7 separate regions of the Mus musculus genome follow, and all the other regions are linked to region 5. Evidence: chromatin contacts called from public Hi-C, HiChIP or PLAC-seq and promoter capture Hi-C data. All regions are on one chromosome and are shown on one strand. The core of a region is the stretch at or near the end of the contact, and the rest is flanking DNA. Distances in the headings are between cores, read along the strand shown. Region 1 has its middle 76 kb from the start of Gm30366. Region 2 overlaps Fstl4 (follistatin-like 4). Region 3 overlaps Fstl4 (follistatin-like 4). Region 4 holds the start of 9530068E07Rik (RIKEN cDNA 9530068E07 gene). Region 5 holds the start of Fstl4 (follistatin-like 4). Region 6 overlaps Fstl4 (follistatin-like 4). Region 7 has its middle 82 kb from the start of Gm11186.

Region 1 (2,700 bases), core at 96-2,595, 260 kb before region 5:
TCCTCCTCCCCTTCCTCCTCCTCCTCTTCCTCCTCCTTCCTCTTCCTCCTCCTCCCCTCCCTCCTCCTCTTCCTCCTCCTCCCCTCCCTCCTCCTCTTCCTCCTACCTCTTTCTCCTCCCCTTCCTCCTCCTCTTCCTCTTCTTCCTTCTCCTCCTCTTCCTCCTTCTACTCCTCCTCTTCTTCCTTCTCCCCTTCTTCCTTCTCCTCCTCTTCCTCTTCCTCTTTCTCCTCTTTCTTCTTCTCCTCTTCCTTCTCCTCCTCCTCTTTCCCCTCCTCTTCCCCCTCCTCTTCCTCCTCCTCTTCCTCCTCCTTTTCCTCCATAGCTCCACTTTTCCTTTCATCCTCTGTGCTCTTGCTCCTCTCTGGTCTTTCCCCTTGTCCTGACAAGATTTGTGTGTTAACTTGACACAAGCTAGAGAGGAAGGAGCCTCAGGTGAGAAACTGTCTCCATGAGATGCAGCTGTAAGGCATTTTCTCAATTAGCGATCAGTGGGGGAGGGTCCAGCTCATTGTGGGTGGTGCCATCCCTGGGCTGGTGGTCCTTGGTTCTATATGAAAGCAGGCTGAGCAAGCCATGGGGAGCAAGCCAGTAAGCAGTAACTCTCCATAGCCTCTGCATCAGCTCCTGCCTCCAAGTTCCTGCCCTGCTTGAGTTCCTGTCCTGACTCGCTTCAGTGAAAGGGTAAGCTGAATAAATCCTTTCCTCCCCAACTTTCTTTTTGTTCATGCTGTTTTTGATGCAGTAATAGAAACCCTAACTAAGACACCCCTTTTTCCTGGGTACAGGGAGAATTAAATCTAATTTTATGTGGGGGTGGCCTGTTGCTGAGGTCCATGGGTGGTATTACTTGGTCCACATGTTATCTGGTCCCTGTGACTGGGAGAGCAAGGTCTAAGATGAATTTCTTGCCAGCTTCTGGCCCATAGAGGAAGAGCAGGACAACAGGGCATAGGATTTCCTCTGCTGGCTGGGGAGAGGAGCCACTCTGGGGTTTCTGAGAGCTGAGGGACCATCTCGGAGAAACATCTGTGACCATGACCTTCAGAGGGCTCCTTTTTTGGGCATGTGGTAAGTCATGTCATTAAGATGAATGTGTGTTTTGGGAGAGGGTGTAAATATATAAATAGTGTCCTTGCCAGCCCCATATATCACCCCGTGTTTATTCAGTGCCCGGTGCATAAACTAGAAAGGCACGCATTGCTATTTGGGGCTGTTGAGGTTTAAAGTACATTAAGAGAGTTTACTGAAAACTCCTGGCAAACAGATAAAATACAATTACGCCAACTCCCAAGGCGCTGCAGACAAAGTGTCCTGCTAACCTGCAGTGTAATAATTCACCCTGGCCTCGACAGGCGCCTTTGAGGCATCAGAAGCCATGCCTTTGTAAACTTCAGAGGCGGCCAAGAACTGTCCCTTGGGAACCCCTCGCCCTGTTTTTATTAACCTCTCTGTTCCTGGCTGAGGTGTTGCAGCAGGATCTGGCCAGCAGTGCTGCTGACTGCCCCTGTGAGCTTTTGTGGGATCACCATGCAGGCAGAGGAGGAGTGAGACCAGTCCTGTTGTTGTCTGGCTGCACCCAACTGTCCATGCAATGTTGGGCAATATGCGTTGCTGGGTGGGCACGTTCACAGTGAAGAATTCAGGCTTGCTATGTCCAGGATCTTCCTGGTAAATGAAGCTTTGTGTGTGTGTGTGTGTGTGTGTGTGTGTGTGTGTGTGTGTGAGAGAGAGAGAGAGAGAGAGAGAGACAGACAGACAGACAGACAGAGACAGAGAGACTGACAGACAGAGAACAGAGAGATAGAGACAGACAGACATAGACATAGAGGCTCATTATATAGCCCTGGCTTGACTGGAACTCAGTGTAGAGAAGGCTGGCCTTGAATTCACATAGCTCTGCCTGCCTTTGCCTCCCAGGTGCTAGGATTAAAGGCATGTGCCACCATGTCTTGTTAAATGAGGCTTTTAATAGTGCCGGTGGAGAGAGGATATTAGTGATTCGGGTTTTTCAAGTTCTAGGGGACCTGAGGTTAATTTCTAAGTGACATGTAGGAAACACCAGGGCAGTGTCTGTGTGGAGATGTGGACACTGGATGCCTTCACAGCTAGCGGTGGAAGCCTGGCTTCTTTCTCCTAAGCAGGCTCCTCCCTGATCCCTAAGCCCGGCACTGGGTTATCTGAATCAAAGGTGCTTTGATGCTTGGGCAGGCCCAGTTCATCTATAGAGGGCGAGCCAGGGTCTGTGGCAGGTGATGTATAAGAAGGGGTGGGGACTGGTGGAGAGCAGAGTCTAAGATAGCCTAGCCTTGTGAGTGAAGGCCCCGCATCAACTACAGTTTCATCCTCACAGTTGAACAGTATCCGGTGAGAAAAGGGCCTCCCTCAAACCAAGGACATTAGATCAGCCAGACCCCAATCAGCTGCCTGAGCCAAAATGCCAGGGACCTTGGAATGTGTCAAAAGGGCTGGACTTTAGGGAGACTATGTGGACACTACCTCTTTCTGTACTGGTAGTTGATTGTGGGAGCAAGTTCTCACTTGGGGCATAATTTCATGAGTATATTGTATAATTATATTATTATATTGTATAATTAATGTGATTATGTGACTGCCTTGTTCCCATGGGCTGTCCTGTGTGTGTGTGTGTGTGTGCCTTTACATATACTCATGGAGGTCAGAGGACAACCTCAGGGGTACA
Region 2 (2,700 bases), core at 22-2,521, 300 kb after region 5:
GGAGCTCTCCAAAATGGATCACCTGCCAGGCACAAGAGGGATGTGAGCAGGTCAGGGGAGATGGGAGGGAGCCCCACCGCCTAAGCATGGTGACTCCCAGGGAGCAAATAGATTTGATTATATTGAACACTGCAATTGATTTTTTTCTTCTAAATAAACACACAAAGGAAATAGTAATGGGCGTTTGTTTCTGACAAGAATCAATTGACCCCAAATTGGAAGAAAATCTAGAAACACAAACAAGTGCAGGAAAGGGTATCTGGGCTTCTCCAATGAGAGAGGGAGGGCAGGAGAGAAAAACAGCTCTTCACGTGCATCCCTGCTCTCCCGTGGATCCCTGCTCTCCCCGTTGAGGTTCCAACAACTGAAAGTGGGAGAGTAGCTATCAATCACTGAGCCTTGGCTCAGAGTAAAGATGTGTGTGACCATATTAATTAACCATCATGATATCCCCGCTGTGGGATGCAGTATTATCCCATCTCTCAGATGAAATCACTGAGGCCTGTGTTAAACTTTCCCAGGTTACACAACCTGGAAACAGCAGAGTTGGGACTCACAAAGCCAGGAGTTCCCAAACTCAAACCTGTTCACTATCCGGCTGGCCCTGAGAGCTTAACCTGGCACCTTCAACTGGCGTTAGAATTCAAGGGAAGAGACCCTAACCCCAGACAGTCCAGACCTAGCACCCCTTGATCTTCTCTAAAGAATGGAGGGTGGGGGAGCCCACATCAGCATTCCCCAGTCTCAACAAAGCCAGGCCCAGGAACTGTTTGTATCCCCTGGCTGGATGGGGAGGCAGAGCTGGAGGAGCACTGCTCTGTGACATCCCTGCGGCCCCCTATTTACTGGCTGCGCTCTGTATGGTGGCCCCGTCACCAGCAAGATAAACCATGCCATGTCACAGTGCATCACAGGCCTCATTTGCCAAAGAACCATGCAATGTCGACGCGTTCAGCGAGCACAGCCGTGATAAAAGGCCTAAGACTAATGGGCTGTGTGCTCGGTTTAGTCTCCTAAAGCTTCCTTTTGTCTCTTGGTCGTGGACTTGTGTACACATGTTTGTTTTCAAGTAACCCAGCTCTGGGAGTGTACCTAATTACCGTAAGCAGGGATTATTAGCCCTGTTAACTAAAACTCCCTAATCTATGAGGCCAAGCATTCAAAAGCAGCCTTTAAAATAGGATTAAGACAAAAGGCAGACTGTGACAGAGTAGAATTGGGGCTGGCTTTCCTCGAACCATGAGATAACAGCTGCAGACTCCACTGGAAGAATTTTCCAGACTCCCTCTGGTTCATTTAGTATTGGTATATGATATCTGGCTTAAATATCAGTAGGCTGGGTGATGGGGCAGATGGACACGTGAACCCTGCTCTATGATGGTGACACTGTTTAGTGCACACTGGAAATGTCCCAACAATTGTTTGCAACTGAGAGAGATAAACTGACTGACGGGCAGAACATTCTTTCCAGCCCCCAGGGTGCACCTGACGTAACAGCTGTCTTCTCTTTTACAGGAGACATGTGCACCATGGCTGGCTATGCTCGTCTCAAAAATGTCCTCCTGGCACTCCAGAGCCGCAGACAGCCGCTCCCACAAGGAACCCCCAGGCAAAGCCTCGCCTCCCAGAAGCGCCTCTTGGTGGAGTCACTGTTTAAGGACTTGGATGCCGACGGCAATGGGCACCTCGGCAGCTTGGAGCTGGCTCAGGTGGGTGTGGCATTCAGGTGGAGCCCGAGGAGATATCCTGCGTGCGTGCATGGTGAAGGATCACACAAGCTCCGTGGTGGGAAAGGTTGTTTATAATTGTCTCTGTCACCAGTTGCCAAGGGGACCCTCTCCCCCACCCTTCCTAGGACTCACAGCTTGTCAGCGCCTCTGAGAATGTCTTACACACAGAATTCTGTCTCCTGCCACCTGCCACCTCAGCCCAGGTTTACAAGCGGTTTTGATGCTTTCTTGGCTTCGGGGAAAGCCTCCCTCAAAGGGGCTGCCCACTGGTGTTTTCCTTAGAAAACTAGTCTTTGGTGCTTTGAGCCTGTCATTTTCTACAGAAGGAATGTCAAAGAAGAACAGTACTTGCAGCAGCGAGCATCTTTGGCACTCCAGTCTGGGGGTCCCCAAGGCCTCTGCCCAGTGACAGTTCTCTCTAGCATCCAAATGTCAATGACCCAACCCCCTGACTGTTTTGCTTGTGGGAAGCCCTGTGTCCACCCAGCAAAGGCACTAGTCTAAGAATGCCCAGGGTGGACAAATACAGCCTTTTCTGTAGGACAGCAGCCAAGAATACAGGGTTCAAAGCTAATCATGAGCTAGTGAGTCTCTGGAGGCCCCTCACTCCTAAGCTGCGATTTCTCAGCCGTGAACCTCATCGCCTCAGGGTCGTCATGGGAATTTATGGTGCTAAAACATGTAAGACATGTGACACGTTTAACATTATACTTGGCACATAGGATGTTCTCAGTGGTCATCAATGGGCAGCAGCAGCAGCAACATCACCACCACCACCATCATCATCATCGTCGTCATCGTCGCCCCCCCCTTTATCCTTCAGCATCCTCTCTTGTAAGGTCAGAACTGCTACTATCCCATTTTACAGATGCTTTTAGGTGAGGAATCTGTGACTCTAGGGTATCGAGTAACCAGTGTCTCTGTCCCACTCACCACACAAACCCAAGCATCCTAGGCCTGTTGCCCACAG
Region 3 (2,700 bases), core at 144-2,643, 420 kb after region 5:
ATAGGAAACATTTCAGCTAGTAGAATTCTTTTACATGCATATAAATACAAAAAAAATTATACCATTAATCTAAGGAAAATGTCAAAGGTTTTGTAAAATTAGATGTTCTAGGCTATAATATCTGATAATCAGAAGGTAAGCTGAGTCCTGGAGAGAGGGCTTAGCATTTACGAGTCCTTGCCACGATTATAGAGGACCTGAGTTTGGTTCCCAGTATCTTCATCAGGGGGACTCACAACCACCCACAATCTGAACTCTGAGAGACTTGGTGACCTCTTCTAGCACCACACACACACACACACACACACACACACACACACACACACACACAAACATTTTTTAAAAGTGATCCTAGAAACAGTTGAAAAGCTATACATGGCCACATACACACTTATGACCGCAACTCTGGATGCTGAGACAGAAAGATTGGAAGTTCAAGGATAGCCTGGAATATATATAGTGAGACCCCTGTACCTCCAAAACACAGGCAATGAAAGAGACTGCAAGTGTGGGGCAAAGAGCGTGCTGTTAATGTTTGTAAAGCATTCAAAGCATCCTGCCATTCCTTCTGAATACTGGTTATTCAGGATTGGTTACATTTTTGCCCTGGCTATATGGAGATGAACCCATGTGTGAAGCTCACTCCCTCACTCTCCTCAGCAACCAGTGTTGACCGTAGGCATCACCAAGTCTGCCATGGCCTGACCCCAGGCCCAGCATTCTGTCACCTCTGTCTAGCCGCTACTTCTTGGCGGGTGGGCATTGTCCACCCAACTAAGAGATGCTCGACATTCTTGTCCCCGTCCCCCCCATCCATCCAGGTGGCACTTGGTACTACAGTGCCATCGCTGTATCTTTCCTGAGCTGAGCCCAGAGAACCAGAAGTCTTCAGATTTATCTTTGTAGCATCTGTGGGCTCAGCTGTGTGCTAGGACACAAGACTGGGGCAAGAAAAACTTCAGGGCTCCAAAAAAATAAAGTCGATCTACATGGGGTCACTGGCTCATGGTCCTGTGTCTGATGAAGCAACCTCTGAATACAGGGTGCCAGGGTGACGAAGCACATGTGACACTGACCGGCGACAGCCTGTAATTTTCTATCTCTATTATAAGCTGAAATGACAGGCCTGGCATCAAGCAGCGACTACACGCTGCCTTGGAATTCTCAGCCTCGTTTCCCAGAGTCTCTCTAAGACCCCATTTCTAATCCTTGTATTTTCTTAATGTCCAGTTCTATGAGCTTGTTCTCCCGTGGGCTTGTCAGGAAAGCATCATCCTGCCATTTGTTAAATAGAAAAATTACAGGAAAATACACTCCGTGCAACCTCAAAACCACTCAGAGAGTAGAAATCACAGCATGTATCCTTCTGCTCTTGCCTGTTGACATTCCCCCACCCCCAAGGCTAGCATGGCTAGCTAGTCCTGCCTGCACAGCCAGGCCAGCTGCTGTTTGTTTTGTCATGAAAGTGAAAGCCAGAAGGCAGTTCCTTTCCTAAAAGGCAAAAAAGCTCGGTGCTGCAAGCTGTGTTCTCAGCAGGCCCCATCAGAGACTGCCCTTGTCCTGTAGGCTGCCATGGGACTGCAGAAACCTGGGTCCTTTCTGCTACTGCCATGGCCGCAACATGAGTGTAAAAAATGTTTCTTCTTCCTAGCTGAGAGTTGAGGGTCTGCTTCCTGTCCCTAGTGCCCTTGAACTAAAATTGCCTGTGAGCCGGCTGAGCCACAGGGCACCGTAGATCTGCCTCTTTCTGGGCAGTGGCCTAGAACCTACAAGACCAGTGAGCATGTACAGAAGACAGGGCCTAGATTAGCCCTTAGCCAAGTGGCTTCACACAAGGCCCCCGATTTTGACTCATCTTGTCTAACCTCTCTTACTGTATAGTCTGTCTGAGTCAACATAACAGGGACACCTACCAGGGCATGGGCCCGTTTGCTTTCTGCCAAGTCTGCATGGCAGAAAGCATTACCTGTAGGGAAACAGAGGTATCCAGGCTCCAGTGTGTGCAAAGAATGAGGCCAACATCTTCTCGTTAGGGAGCAAGTCCCTTTGGCATAGCTAGAGTCACACTATAAGATGCCATTATGGTGTTAGTGACAGCCCTGTAGGATGCCTGCTTTCTCTCACCAATCCTGGAAGTCTCTACATTTTGAGAGCAACATAGGACAGAAATCCCCAGAAACTCATGCAAAGGTACCTAGCATTAACGAAAATAAATTCCAGATTAGGAAGATGGCTCAGAGTGCTTGTCATACAAGCATGAGGACCTGAGTTCAATCCCCAGAGCCCACATTTAAAAAAATAAATAAAGCCAGGCATGGTGATGCACACTCGTAATCGCAGTCCGAGAAGGCAGAGACTGGCAGGTCCTGCGGGCTTATGGCCAGCCAGCTTAGCCTACTCGATGAGTTACAGGTCACCGAGAGACCTTGGCTCAAACCCACAAAGTAGATGGGAACATGAGAAATGATACCCAAGGTTGACCTCTGCCCTCCAGTAGCATATGCATTCGCCCCACACAAACACACAAGAACACTAAATAAATATGTTAAATTCCGAGCGCATCAGGCCTTTGTCCATTCACTCTCCCTCTTTTGCTGAGATTGAGCAATAGCATGGAGGTCTACTGTTGGGAAAGAGCTGTCTCTGAACATGTTCCCATACTAGGAAAGCCCAGCGCCATTCCCTAGGTCCTCACCCCGC
Region 4 (2,700 bases), core at 188-2,687, 370 kb before region 5:
CAGAAGTGGATGCTCACAGTCAGCTATTGGATGGAACACAGGGCCCCCAAAGGAAGAGCTAGAGAAAGTACCCAAGGAGCTAAAGGGGTCTGCAACCCTATAGGTAGAACAACAATATGAACTAACCAGTACCCCCGGAGCTTGTGTCTCTAGCTGCATATGTAGCATAAGATGGCCTAGTCGGCTCGGCCATCATTGGGAAGAGAGGCCCCTTGGTCTTGCAAACTTTATATGCCTCAGTACAGGGGAACGCCAGGGCCAAGAAGTGGGAGTGGGTGGGTAGGGGAGTGGGGGGGGATATGGGGGACTTTTGGGATAGCATTTGAAATGTAAATGAAGAAAATACCTAATTAAAAAATAAAATTAAAAAAAAAAGGAATTTTGAGGCCAGCCTGGGCCACTTGAGATCTTGTTTCAAAACCAAAACCAAAAGGGTGCTGGAGAAATTATTCAACAGTTTAGAGCAATTGTGCTTGTAGAGGACCAGGGTGTGGTTCCCAGGAGCCACATGGGGTGGCTCATAATCACAGCAACCTCCAGCTCCAGGGGAGTAGACGCCCTCTTCTGGCACTGGAGGGCATTTGAACTTACACACAATTTTACTCTTTCTTTATTGTTTCTTTAATGCTTATTTTATCATTATTATTTTTTGAGACAGGGTTTCTCTGTGTAGCCCTGGCTGTTCTATAATCGCTTTGTAGACCAGGCTGGACTCGAATTCACTTAGATTTACCTGCTTCTGCGTCCTGAGTGCTGAAACTAAAGATATGCACTATCACACCTGGCTAGTTTTAATTCAGAAATGATTGCTTGCATATATGTTTGTGTACCCCATATGCCTAATGCCTGTGGAGATCAAAAGAGGTCTTATAGTCAGATCCCCTGGAACTGGAGTTAGAGGTGGCTGTGAGCTGTTTAATCTGAGTGCTGGGAACCAAACCCAGTCCTTTGCAAGAGTAGCAAATGCTCTCAACAGCTGAACATTCTCTCCAGCTCCATATATATATATATAATCTTTCTTAAGTGTATTAAACTTGTGTGTAGTTGTTTTACTTATGAGTTTCTGCATCAGTTATACGTCTAGTGTTTGAGGATGCCTAAAGAGGGCACCGTATACCCTGGGACAGATGGGTGTGAGTCCTCACATACAGGGGTGCTTGGAATCGAACCCAGGAGCTCTGGGGGAATCAGCCAGTGCTCTTAAGCGATGACCCCTGAAATACATCTCAAAGATGACAACGATAAACCACAGAGCAAAACAAAAAACCACCAGTTGAAAATAAATCCGTCCCATTCGCCTTTTTTTTTTTTTTTTTTTTTAAGCACCCTTTTCTACACTCCCACGCTAACCTTTCGGGTTCAGAGATGCAACGTCATCACGCCGGGACGTAGCTGCTTCGGGAGTGCGCTTCGGACGCGTATCTGACGTCACCTCGCAGAACCTAGCAACAGCGCAGGCTCGGGGGCCGAGTCCGTTATGGCCGCCTCCGCCCTGGGCAGAATGTGCGGGGCTGCACGAGAGAAGCTGTCTCCCGGGCCGGGCGCCCGGGGCCTCGGGGCTCTGGCGCGATCTCTGGTGCTGGCGTTGCTGCTCGTGCCCGTCCTGTGCTCTGGTAATGAACGCAGGGAGACGGCGAGGGACCGGGTCGGGCCCGACGGGGACGGAGCGCCGCCGACTCACGGTGGTTCCCACCGGCCGAGTTCCCGCGCCCAGGGCTGGGCCCGAGTTGGGAAGCGCTCCCAGTGCGGTCTCCCCAGGCCTGAGAAGTGGGGTTGTGAGATTCAGAGACCCGAGTAGGTGGGCGGGGACGGGAAGTCCCCGTGTCGTGGACGGAGTCTCTGAGAATACACTCCCTGGAGGAAGGGCGCTCGGTGTGGAGGGGGGAGGTCCCCAAAATGGGGAGTACAGAGATCTCGCAGACTGGATAGGAAACAGGCCGAAGAGATAGTCGGAGTTGGGGAGAGTGATGTTAAGAGAGATGCTTGAGGTTAGAGGGACAAGCAAGGCTAGGCAAGTTTTTGTTTTGTTTTCCCCTTCGAAATGGTGAGGTCAGAGATAAAGATAGGGACAGCGACCCAGTGTTGGGACTGAATTGATTGACTGTTCCAGAGTGGAAGAGGGGAGGAGCTGTTTGTGGATTCCATCTCTGAGGTCTGAGAAGTTCTGGGGCTTTTGGTGTAGAGGCAGAGTCCGGGGACGCTGACCGGCTGAGGGCCTTGGAGGAGGAGTAGAGTTTAGAAACAAAGGGAGAGAGCGTGTCTGCGGCAGATGCCCTTCCTTGAGCTGAGGTTTTACCGAACGCCCTCTCGCCTCATTTGAGAAAAACTTTCTTTTCTTGCAGATGCTATAGCATAAATCAGGATATTAAAGCCGTTCTTGAAAGTGAAATCTGTAAACCGAGGCAGAGATTTAGCAGGAGAAACTGAGCATTGTTGAGTAGTCATATTTTTCTTTCTGTCCAGCGTGCAATCATTTTCTCCCCAAGTCTTTATTGATTTTTTTTTTCAGATGAAAACTTAATGTGAACTGGGGCTGACTTCCTTCTTTGCCCAGGGAGACTCTCCAGCCAATCACCCGTCCCTTTATTACAGTGCTGGGTTGCATACATAGTTTCCTTCCTCAGCAGCACTGAAAGCAGGCAGCTGACTGCCCTAACTGGAGGGTTTTGGAGTCTGTGGGAGGAAAGACTAGGTTTTCCA
Region 5 (2,700 bases), core at 158-2,657:
ATTTTCTCTTTCTCAAGATGGAAATTGTGCCTCACCTCCTGAATTCCAGGTATATTCAGAGAATCCAGCCTCCAGCCAGCCTTGGGGATTCATTCATGGATGGCATTGGCAGAAAATCATGGTCAAATAGCAGAGAGCATCATTCTGGCCACAGCCCCAGGGCACAGAGAATACCGCTGCCTTTTTATATCTGAGTGCAAATTTTGGCGCTCACTGGCCAAGTCACAGCTGACTACGACTTGGAAGTCACTTTGATTTTTTGCAGCTGAGAAGCAATTACAACCGGGTCTGAGTTGCACCACTCTCTGGACAGTGGTGGAAGGAGGGCTAGATCCTACACCAACAACCTGAGCAAGAAAGGCTCTGTCGCCCCACTCACTGCAGTATCTTCCGGAACCAGCCCAGAGGCTTGTACTCCAGGGGCCCAATGGAAGGACAGACTCAACCAGCCTTTCATATTTCCACAATTTCTTTTCTATTTAACTAATCTTATCTGCAGGGAAGCCCCGTTGAGCCCTCCTGCAAATCAGGAGAGATCCCAAAGGCATGGGCAGGACAGAAAGCCATTGGACATCCACACCAGCACAGTAGGAGGCAGGACCTGGGCAACTGTGAGGTTAGGTCGAAAGTGACAGAGGTGTTTGCAATTTAGCTGAGCACATATGAAGAGCTGTGGAGGAAAGAGAGAAGAGAAGAGAAGAGAAGAGAAGAGAAGAGAAGAGAAGAGAAGAGAAGAGAAGAGAAGAGAAGAGAAGAGAAAAGAGATGGAAAAGCCAGGAAGCTGAGGTCTTAGGCCCAGGAGAGGAAAGTGTCTTGTTTTAGGAACAAGACACGTTCCCGGCTCAGCCTGGTCAGGCTTGGCAAATGTCACCTGGGAATCTTGTAAGCGTCTCTAGTTGGGAGTAAAGAAAACTTTGCTCTTTCACAGGTAGTTGGTTCTCAATGCAGGGAGGAGTGTTCCCTGAATATTGCTTCAGGGACATCTCTCTTGGTGCAATGTACCGACCCCGTAAGGTTTCACGAGAAATGGCCGCTGATTGAGAGCAATCCTGCGCTTTGAGCAAAGCACAACCTTGGGGGAGGCTGGCCCGGAAAAGAGCTTAGAGGAGAGGAGGGGTAAGTGGGAAAACAGAGGCAGGGGGTTGTCACCTGCTGAGCTTCCTGGGAGCCAGGGGAAAGAGAGCTGTCTGGCCCAGGTGGTGCAGGGAACAGGGAATCCTCGCGCTCTGCTTGCGCGCCGGGCTGCTCTACACCTGCCGCGGGGTCTGACCCGCAAGCAGGCGGGAGGCGAGCACAGGTGGCGGCGATTGGGCAGGCGGGGCCCGGAGGGTGACGTCACGGGCTCCGGTCCCGGCGGCAGAAATAGGGCAGCCGCGGCAGCGGTGGCACAGCGGCGGGCGGCGGAGGCTCGGAGAGCTGGAGCTTGGACTATCTCTAGCACGCCAGGGGACCAGCCGACAGCCGGAGACGACCCAGCCGAGGACGCGGGGTCCGGGTCGCCGCCTCTGTCGCCGCCACGGGGCGCTCCCTCCCTTCCACCCGAGTCCGGCCACCTGGTCATTCCCTCGGCCCCGGCCGCCGTAGGTAAGCGGGTCGCAGCTCCGGAGAAGATGCGGGTGTCCGAGTCGTGCCACCGCCGCCAGCTCGTCCCGCTGCTCTCCGCCCGGGTCCCGACGCCCGCAGCTCCGCAGCTCGCTGCAGGGCCCGGTGCGGGCGTTCGCAGGTTCTCACTGCCCACGCCTGGAGAGCCAAGTTTGCGCGCCTGGCTACGGGCACGGGACCACAGGGCCGGGACTCGGCAGGGCCACCCTGGATGCGCTAGGACTGGGGGCTTAAAGCTGGGGTACATGGGGTTTGACACCCGGGGATCAGCGGTGGGGAACGGAGTGATCCTTATAGGCGCGCGGGGCGCCACGCAGAACTGCTCTGGCTGAGCCCGAAGCTCGCGATCCGCACCGAGACCCTGCAGGCGCCGCTCTTGGGCTCTGAACCCCCGGATGGCCTCAGCCAAACCCTAGCGACAGACCCTGGCTCAGACCTGTGCCCTTGGCTGGGATCTAGAGTGCGGGGCGGGCATCCTTTGCACCTTCTTCCCCTCCGCTTTGCGGGGAAACTTGCGTCCCCTTGTCGCAGCCCAAAGATAATCTGCGCCTCTCTTGGCCCTCGTTATCCCATGGCCCTCAGTGTAAGGAGCTCAAGAAGAGGGCATCCTAGCAGAACCCTGCCCTGGGGACCTTGTGGCTTTCATCTTGCGAGGCCACAGTTGTTGCCAGTAAGCAGCTGCTGTAACCCACTGGGAAGTCTCTAGGGAGCAGTTTGTCCTGAGGATATTTAGGTTGGGGGTGGGTGGGTAGGTGCTAAGAGCAACTGTGCTGACTGACTTCGGCCCCTCTTTGCTCCACCGAAGGAAGAGAGACCATTTCTAAGTTTCAGAGGAGACCTGGGAAACGCAGGCAGAGCGCTGCTCTTGGGGCGCATGTCGCCTGGAGTTTGGGTAGCACTGCAGCACGAGGCTTTGAGCACTCTCTGCAGCTGACAAAGCCGTGTCCCACTTGGCTTCCCCTATGTCTGCCACCTGAGGACTTCCTGTCCTGAAACTTGCAAGGGAAGAAACTGACTGGCAGCGGTCGGTAGGGCTCGTGGTGCCCAGAATTTGGCGAGCGTCTATGCTGTCCTTTGGTCAGCTCAGAGTTCTCTGGG
Region 6 (2,700 bases), core at 52-2,551, 330 kb after region 5:
AAATTCTATGCAGCTCTGGCTGCCTGGGACGTTAGTACAGGCGGCATCAGGACCACTCTCAGGACTTCCCAGAGCAGCTTCCAAAGCATCATTTAGTGTTCCCCTGCCCCAGCATCTTCTGTGACTCCTCTTATCGCCTCACCAAATCTGAGCTCTTGTGCCTATTCATTCTGTCTCTTGCTCAGGCCAGTCCTCCCTACCCAGGGTCTCTTCCTACAGATCTGCTTACATTCTCCTGTGGGACCCCTCTACATACAAACACCATTTGTTTCAGGATGATAGGAACATTGTCTAACTCGTCAGTCTTCCCAGCATCAGACATCACGTACCCAATAGGATTATAGAAAGTCTGAAGATGGCAGCTGAAGAGCTCAGCCAGGAAAACTCCTGTCATGCAAGTATGAGAGCCAGAGTTCAATATCCAGGTCCCACATAAAACAAGATAGACACAGTGGCCTGCCTCTTGTAATCCTAGCACCGGGGGAGGGAAGGAGGAGGCAGGAGGCTTCCTGCAGCTATCAGCCAGCCAGTAGTACAACCTGCTTGGTAAGTTCCAGGTCTGTGAAAGACCCTGTGGACGGTGTCTCTTGAGGAATGGCACAGTGTGTTAGTGACTTTTCTATTACTGTGATAAAACAGCATGACCAAGGCAACTTAGAGACGAAAAGGCTTGTTTGGGCTTATGGTTCCAGAGCATTAGCGTTCACCAGCATCTCCATGAGGATACATGGCCGCAGGTAGGCGTGATTACCAGAGCAGCAAACTGAAGACTCACCTCTTAAACCACAAGCAGGAAACAGAGAGCAAATCATGAGTGCTGTGAGTCGTTGAACTTTCAAAGCCCGCCCCTAGTGATACACCTCTTCCCGCAAGCCCATACTTCCTTAGCCTCCCCAAACAGAGCTACCAGCTGGGGACCAAGTATTCAAATGCCACAAACTAGTGGGGACATCTCTTCAAGCCACAATATGTGGTGACTGGAGATTGTACCCGGGCCTCAATACTTACTCACAGGCACACGCATGCATGTGTTCTAGCACCACACAGCTCACTCAGAATTCAGTGTGAGCCATTTCCAAGTCAGGAATGGGAAGAAGTTGGGGGTTCATCTGGGTCTTGATTACCTGACTCTGCTTTATGAAGGTTGGGCAAGAACTTGCAACACAGAGAGAGTAGTCCAGGCCAAGTCGGGCTGTGGTACTGTAGCACCCAGTGGGAGAGCAGTGCCAGGCTGTGTCTACACAGATGGAAGAAGAAAGACAGTGGGCAGGGCATGCTGCGAAGAGAAGAGCCAGCAGGAACCACCCACAGCAACAAGCCAGAGCTGCCGAGCCACCACAGGCAGCGCTGAGCCTCTCCCTGCCACCAGCTGTCCACATCCATCCCCCGTCCCGCTCCCACCCCAAGGGACACCTGCCTTAAAATCAAAAAGGCACGCCACACTCTAACAATCGGCAGGTGGTGTTTTTAACAACATCAGTGGAGTGGGCCCATAAAGGAAGCAAGTTTTTGATCAGTGGCAAACCAACCTGGAAGCCCGAACTTGGAGGATCGGCTCCTAGATGTGTGCTTGTAGTTCCAGGGGTAGGAATGGATCAGCAGCCCCTGCTGGCATCTGTGCTGACCACACCTCTCTTGCTGTTTCCTGATCTTGCTCCTTTACCCTTGCCTCAGGCCAGGCTGGTACAGCACTTGGAATCCCCTCTGCACAGTACAAAATCCTCAGAGGAGGTCTCTGTGAGTACTCCTATAGCTAACACACACACACACACACACACACACACACACACACACACACGCACGCACGCACTCCCCAGCTCTATCTGCACCCATTACCAATGCCTTCAGAGCCTGCTCTCAGTTCCCCATTAAGCCACATACAGAACCTGCTTCTCTCCGGAAATCAGAACAGAGAGGAGAGCGGTGTGTTCGTCATTTGGAAAAAACAAGGAGAGAGGTGTGGACAGATCCACCCTTCTGGTGGGACCCATGCCTGTCTATCATTTGGACAGCCAAGGCTCAGGCCCATAGAACAAGGTCTTCAAGGCACAGCGGAACCCTGTTAGAACCTACAGTTGTCTCCATACTTGACAGCCCCACTCCTAGCTCGGTCAGAAGCCCTACAGCCCCAGCAGAGGCTTTATAATGTACCTTTAGGGGCTACCAATTCCCCTACCATCACTCCTGACCGTGTTACTGAGGAGACAAGCTGTGGGCTCCTATGGTGGCCTGCTGAGAACACAGTAGCATCTTTTAGCTCACGAGGATGTACTACATTCTTGCCAGGGCCTCACTTTGTGCCAACGTGCACTCCATGACTCTGCATCTGAATCACATCTCAGAACTTGAAAGGTATCAATGACAATCTCTTTGAGAGGAGACAAATACCATCTGAGTATTCCAAGTCTGTCTTATCCAGAGAAACCAGTCTCTGGGAAAAGGTCTCATTGTTCCTTGGTATAAAAGTCAGGACTGGGCAGACCCTTCCAGAGCAAGAATCCTGAGGTTTAGAGCGAGGGTTGACCACCTGCTGGTTCAACGGGCCCCAGCCCAGGGAAGACTTAGAGTCAGTCCCACTGGCCAAAGCAGAGTCAGTACTGTGCCCTGTGGGCAAAGTGACTCCAGTCTCTGCCGGGGACTTGGGGGTGGGGTTAGGGAGTTGGCTCTAGCCCCAGGGTATGAAGGCAGGATGCTGTTGTC
Region 7 (2,700 bases), core at 168-2,667, 440 kb after region 5:
CACCGTTCGTACTTCCTGAGATTTTGGTATTTTCTGTGGAAGCCATACATTGAAGTTGTTGTCTGCAGTAACATGATAGCTCGGTATGCAATGAAAGAGGTCTTCAACTCGAGCCTCCCGTTGCCTGTCTTTATCTGACCATATCTGAATTGCTTCCTGGCTTTAATAACTCCTAAGTTAAAGCATTGCAAACCATGTGGTTCCACCCGAAAGGGTGGAAGTAGTATGTATTCTTCTGGTAGACGTGTGTATTCCAAGCTGTATACCATTGCTGCATAGTATACAATCTGAACGTCCTTTGATTTTATAAATGGTGAGGCTGTGCTCTGTGTATCTCAAGGCTTTAGAGGACAGTGGTGGGGGAGTTATTAAAGAGAATGAGCTGGCTTGTGGGGGTTTTTAAGAAACGAAATTCTTGACTTAATAGATCATTTGTTTTTAATATTCTTTTCTAAAGAACACTTTTTTTTAAAAGAAACTAATATTTGCTAAGTGTTAGCAGTCCTCGTCTTCCTTGATGACTGTAAAGCTTCCAATACAAATGCCTCAGTAGTGGGAACGGCAGGGCTTATAGAGCCGATGCCAGCCCAGGTGTTTCTGGCTGTGCTCTAGTGACGGAAATGTAAGTACTTTCATTGTGAGAACGGAGAGTTGATTAAATCTGAATGTGGCTGTGCAAACCATTTTTGTGGTTCAGGCTTTGTGTGTAGTTCACTTACGGTATTAAATTATTATTCTGCTTAGCTTATAATAAGGATAATTGCATTTAAAGAGGTTACTGAATGTTACTCTGAAACTTACTGGTGCTTTTAACATCTAAATCAGTACTTGGGGAAATACTAGCTCTTTAATCTACTGATACAAGGAATAAAGAATGAGGAATTAAACACATCAAAAAAAAAAAAAAAAAAAAAAGATTACCAACTGCTCTTCCAGAGGTCCTGAGTTCAATTCCCAGCAACCACATGGTGGCTCACAACCATCTGTAATGAGATCTGATGCCCTCTTCTGGTGAGTCTAAAGACAGCTACAGTGTGCTCATATACATAAAGTAAAAATAAATCTTTTAAAAAAAGAAAAAGAAAGAAAGAAAAGAAGAAGTAAAGAGGGACTCTTTAAATTCATTAAAGGAAAAATCCACCAACTGGATATTATAATCCTAAACATACATACACCAAAAAAGAGAGGCACCTAGTTTTAAAAAAGAAATGATATTATATCTAAAACCATATGCCAAGGACCAGCCTCCGCTGGGAGAGGGGTTCCTGAGAGAAATGGTATTTGAGAGCAGCAAAATAATAGTAGTAGTAGTAGTAGTAATACTCAAAGCCAGTCTTGGGTACGAGCTGTGTGCTGCTTGAGACAGCTTTCTCTGGAGATCACCAGACTGCTCAAGTTTCACAGAACAAAGCCCAGTATTTAATTTACATATCAATCCAGTTATTTACTCCAGTTTTCCTTTTGATTATCCCAGGAATCAGCATTCCATTTCCCCAGCCCCATTATTCTTAGAAAAAGACAGCAAGCAAAAAATTTTAACATTACAAATGAATTCATTTGTATCATCTCCCTCCCTTTGAAAACACAGACAATAAGCGAGCAAGGTGTGATCACATCCTGAGATTACCATTCCCAACATACCTGGACCTAAACTAGCTCTGTCCCAGGCTGACCTTGAGCTCAGGAATCTGCTTTCTTTTGTATCTACCTGTTTTTGTATCTTTCTGACAAGCTGGCTCATAGCACACCTGCCTCTGTTCTTTAAGACCCATGAAGACCCTCATATAATTCATATTACATCCTTATATTTTTACAAAGTTAAGAAATCCTGTTTATATATTTTGAGCTCATGTTTTTAGAGTTCTTTCCCACAGCCTTAAGGATTGCCCTGAAGATCACAACATTTACCATTTTTGCTAAGGACATAGACACACCCTCACCTCTTTGACTCATGCTCTCTCTGATTATCATGGAGTCATTAACCTTGACATAGAGGACATTCCCCAATAACCTTGGCAGGCATTTTATATATATGCATGCCTCATGCCCAGCAACCATCAACACAGGAGGTAGAACCCACACCATGCTGGCTCTGTTCCAGGAATAGGAAAACATGCCACACCATCCCTTCCAAGCCATACAGGACGGCAACCATAGATTAACCACAACACAGTGATGGCAGTGACTTTGATTCTCCAGTTTGGGAGACATAGACCAATGGACAAGACATGTGAGGAAAAACTGAGCAGAAAACTCTGGAATAAAATAATATCACAGACCAAATGGACCTTACAGGTGTCTACAGAACATCCCATCCAAACAGTAATGTATACACATTCTTCTCAGTAACCCGTGGAACCTTCTCCAAAATCAACTGTATATTAGGGCACAAAGCAAGTCTCACCAAATACAGGAAACTGAAATAACATCTGCATTCTAGCTGATCACCATGGAATAAAGCTGGATTTCAGTAGCAATAGAAAATGTTCAAACTCATGAAATCTGAACAATGTTAACAGAGATCAAGGAAGAAATCAAGAAAGAAATGCAAAGCTTCGTAGAATTGAATAAAATTGAAAACATAGAATACCAAAGTGTTTACATCAAAAAAGTTGAGGTGTTTAGTAGCACACACCTTTCTTCTTGGCACTTGGGAGGCAGAGGAAGGAGGGTCCCTGAGAGTGCATAGCCACTATGATC

What was found. Promoter capture Hi-C pulls out the DNA fragments that hold promoters and counts their contacts. A called contact is a pair of places that touch in the nucleus more often than the background predicts. HiChIP or PLAC-seq counts read pairs in DNA pulled down with a chosen protein or histone mark.
Region 1: a Hi-C map of the N1E-115 cell line shows a contact between it and region 5, with 2.9 times the contacts expected there. The contact joins the enhancer-like site here to the promoter of Fstl4 in region 5. A contact is called at or near these places in 15 of 39 promoter capture datasets (the 3T3-L1 cell line, the HPC-7 cell line, cranial neural crest and 6 more), 1 of 15 datasets of contacts at CTCF or cohesin (embryonic stem cells), 11 of 484 Hi-C or Micro-C datasets (LSK cells, the N1E-115 cell line, cerebral cortex and 3 more), 10 of 115 datasets of contacts at active chromatin or transcription factors (astrocytes, craniofacial prominence, embryonic stem cells and 2 more) and 1 of 9 other capture datasets (embryonic stem cells).
Region 2: a contact with region 5 is called in a Hi-C map of the N1E-115 cell line, with 3 times the contacts expected there. The contact joins the enhancer-like site here to the promoter of Fstl4 in region 5. A contact is called at or near these places in 12 of 39 promoter capture datasets (the C10 cell line, the HPC-7 cell line, cranial neural crest and 6 more), 2 of 484 Hi-C or Micro-C datasets (the N1E-115 cell line and cerebellum) and 7 of 115 datasets of contacts at active chromatin or transcription factors (VIP interneurons, embryonic basal ganglia, embryonic forebrain and 4 more).
Region 3: a contact with region 5 is called in an H3K27ac HiChIP or PLAC-seq map of VIP interneurons, with 7 times the contacts expected there. The contact joins the enhancer-like site here to the promoter of Fstl4 in region 5. A contact is called at or near these places in 9 of 39 promoter capture datasets (the 3T3-L1 cell line, cranial neural crest, embryonic stem cells and 4 more), 4 of 115 datasets of contacts at active chromatin or transcription factors (VIP interneurons, forebrain, neural tube and 1 more) and 1 of 9 other capture datasets (pancreatic islet).
Region 4: a contact with region 5 is called in an H3K4me3 HiChIP or PLAC-seq map of embryonic stem cells, with 5 times the contacts expected there. The contact joins the promoter of 9530068E07Rik here to the promoter of Fstl4 in region 5. A contact is called at or near these places in 12 of 39 promoter capture datasets (the 3T3-L1 cell line, the SN4741 cell line, cranial neural crest and 6 more), 6 of 115 datasets of contacts at active chromatin or transcription factors (DN3 thymocytes, cardiomyocytes, embryonic stem cells and 1 more) and 1 of 9 other capture datasets (embryonic stem cells).
Region 6: a promoter capture Hi-C map of hippocampal neurons shows a contact between it and region 5, with 8 times the contacts expected there. The contact joins the enhancer-like site here to the promoter of Fstl4 in region 5. A contact is called at or near these places in 8 of 39 promoter capture datasets (the C10 cell line, the HPC-7 cell line, cranial neural crest and 5 more), 1 of 484 Hi-C or Micro-C datasets (nephron progenitors) and 4 of 115 datasets of contacts at active chromatin or transcription factors (VIP interneurons, embryonic stem cells, neural tube and 1 more).
Region 7: a contact with region 5 is called in a promoter capture Hi-C map of embryonic stem cells, with 4 times the contacts expected there. The contact joins the enhancer-like site here to the promoter of Fstl4 in region 5. A contact is called at or near these places in 12 of 39 promoter capture datasets (the 3T3-L1 cell line, the HPC-7 cell line, cranial neural crest and 6 more) and 2 of 115 datasets of contacts at active chromatin or transcription factors (embryonic stem cells and stem cell-derived neural progenitor cells).

Annotation. Positions count from the first base shown.
Region 1 is chr11:52,501,781-52,504,480 of GRCm38.p6, forward strand. No RefSeq gene overlaps it. Among named protein-coding and RNA genes, the nearest start is that of Gm30366, 76 kb to the right of the region's middle. Within about 2 kb of position 1,346, at least 8 of the 459 cell types and tissues checked have an H3K27ac peak or open chromatin away from gene starts, as enhancers often do. A contact at or near this core is called in the N1E-115 cell line and uterus, where this site is marked.
Region 2 is chr11:53,067,025-53,069,724 of GRCm38.p6, forward strand. Fstl4 (follistatin-like 4) reads left to right here. Exons shown (of 16, transcript NM_177059.3): 5 at 1,516-1,709. Among named protein-coding and RNA genes, the nearest start is that of Gm11186, 52 kb to the right of the region's middle. Within about 2 kb of position 1,272, at least 8 of the 459 cell types and tissues checked have an H3K27ac peak or open chromatin away from gene starts, as enhancers often do. A contact at or near this core is called in the N1E-115 cell line, where this site is marked.
Region 3 is chr11:53,181,623-53,184,322 of GRCm38.p6, forward strand. All of the region lies in intron 14 of Fstl4 (follistatin-like 4), which reads left to right. Among named protein-coding and RNA genes, the nearest start is that of Gm11186, 63 kb to the left of the region's middle. Within about 2 kb of position 1,394, at least 85 of the 459 cell types and tissues checked have an H3K27ac peak or open chromatin away from gene starts, as enhancers often do. A contact at or near this core is called in VIP interneurons and pancreatic islet, where this site is marked.
Region 4 is chr11:52,394,991-52,397,690 of GRCm38.p6, forward strand. It overlaps 9530068E07Rik (RIKEN cDNA 9530068E07 gene), which reads left to right and starts at 1,438. Exons shown (of 3, transcript NM_153117.2): 1 at 1,438-1,613. The coding sequence starts at 1,478.
Region 5 is chr11:52,763,299-52,765,998 of GRCm38.p6, forward strand. It overlaps Fstl4 (follistatin-like 4), which reads left to right and starts at 1,408. Exons shown (of 16, transcript NM_177059.3): 1 at 1,408-1,584.
Region 6 is chr11:53,096,225-53,098,924 of GRCm38.p6, forward strand. All of the region lies in intron 6 of Fstl4 (follistatin-like 4), which reads left to right. Among named protein-coding and RNA genes, the nearest start is that of Gm11186, 22 kb to the right of the region's middle. Within about 2 kb of position 1,302, at least 44 of the 459 cell types and tissues checked have an H3K27ac peak or open chromatin away from gene starts, as enhancers often do. A contact at or near this core is called in hippocampal neurons, where this site is marked.
Region 7 is chr11:53,201,059-53,203,758 of GRCm38.p6, forward strand. It overlaps the pseudogene Gm11189. Among named protein-coding and RNA genes, the nearest start is that of Gm11186, 82 kb to the left of the region's middle. Within about 2 kb of position 1,418, at least 4 of the 459 cell types and tissues checked have an H3K27ac peak or open chromatin away from gene starts, as enhancers often do. A contact at or near this core is called in embryonic stem cells, where this site is marked.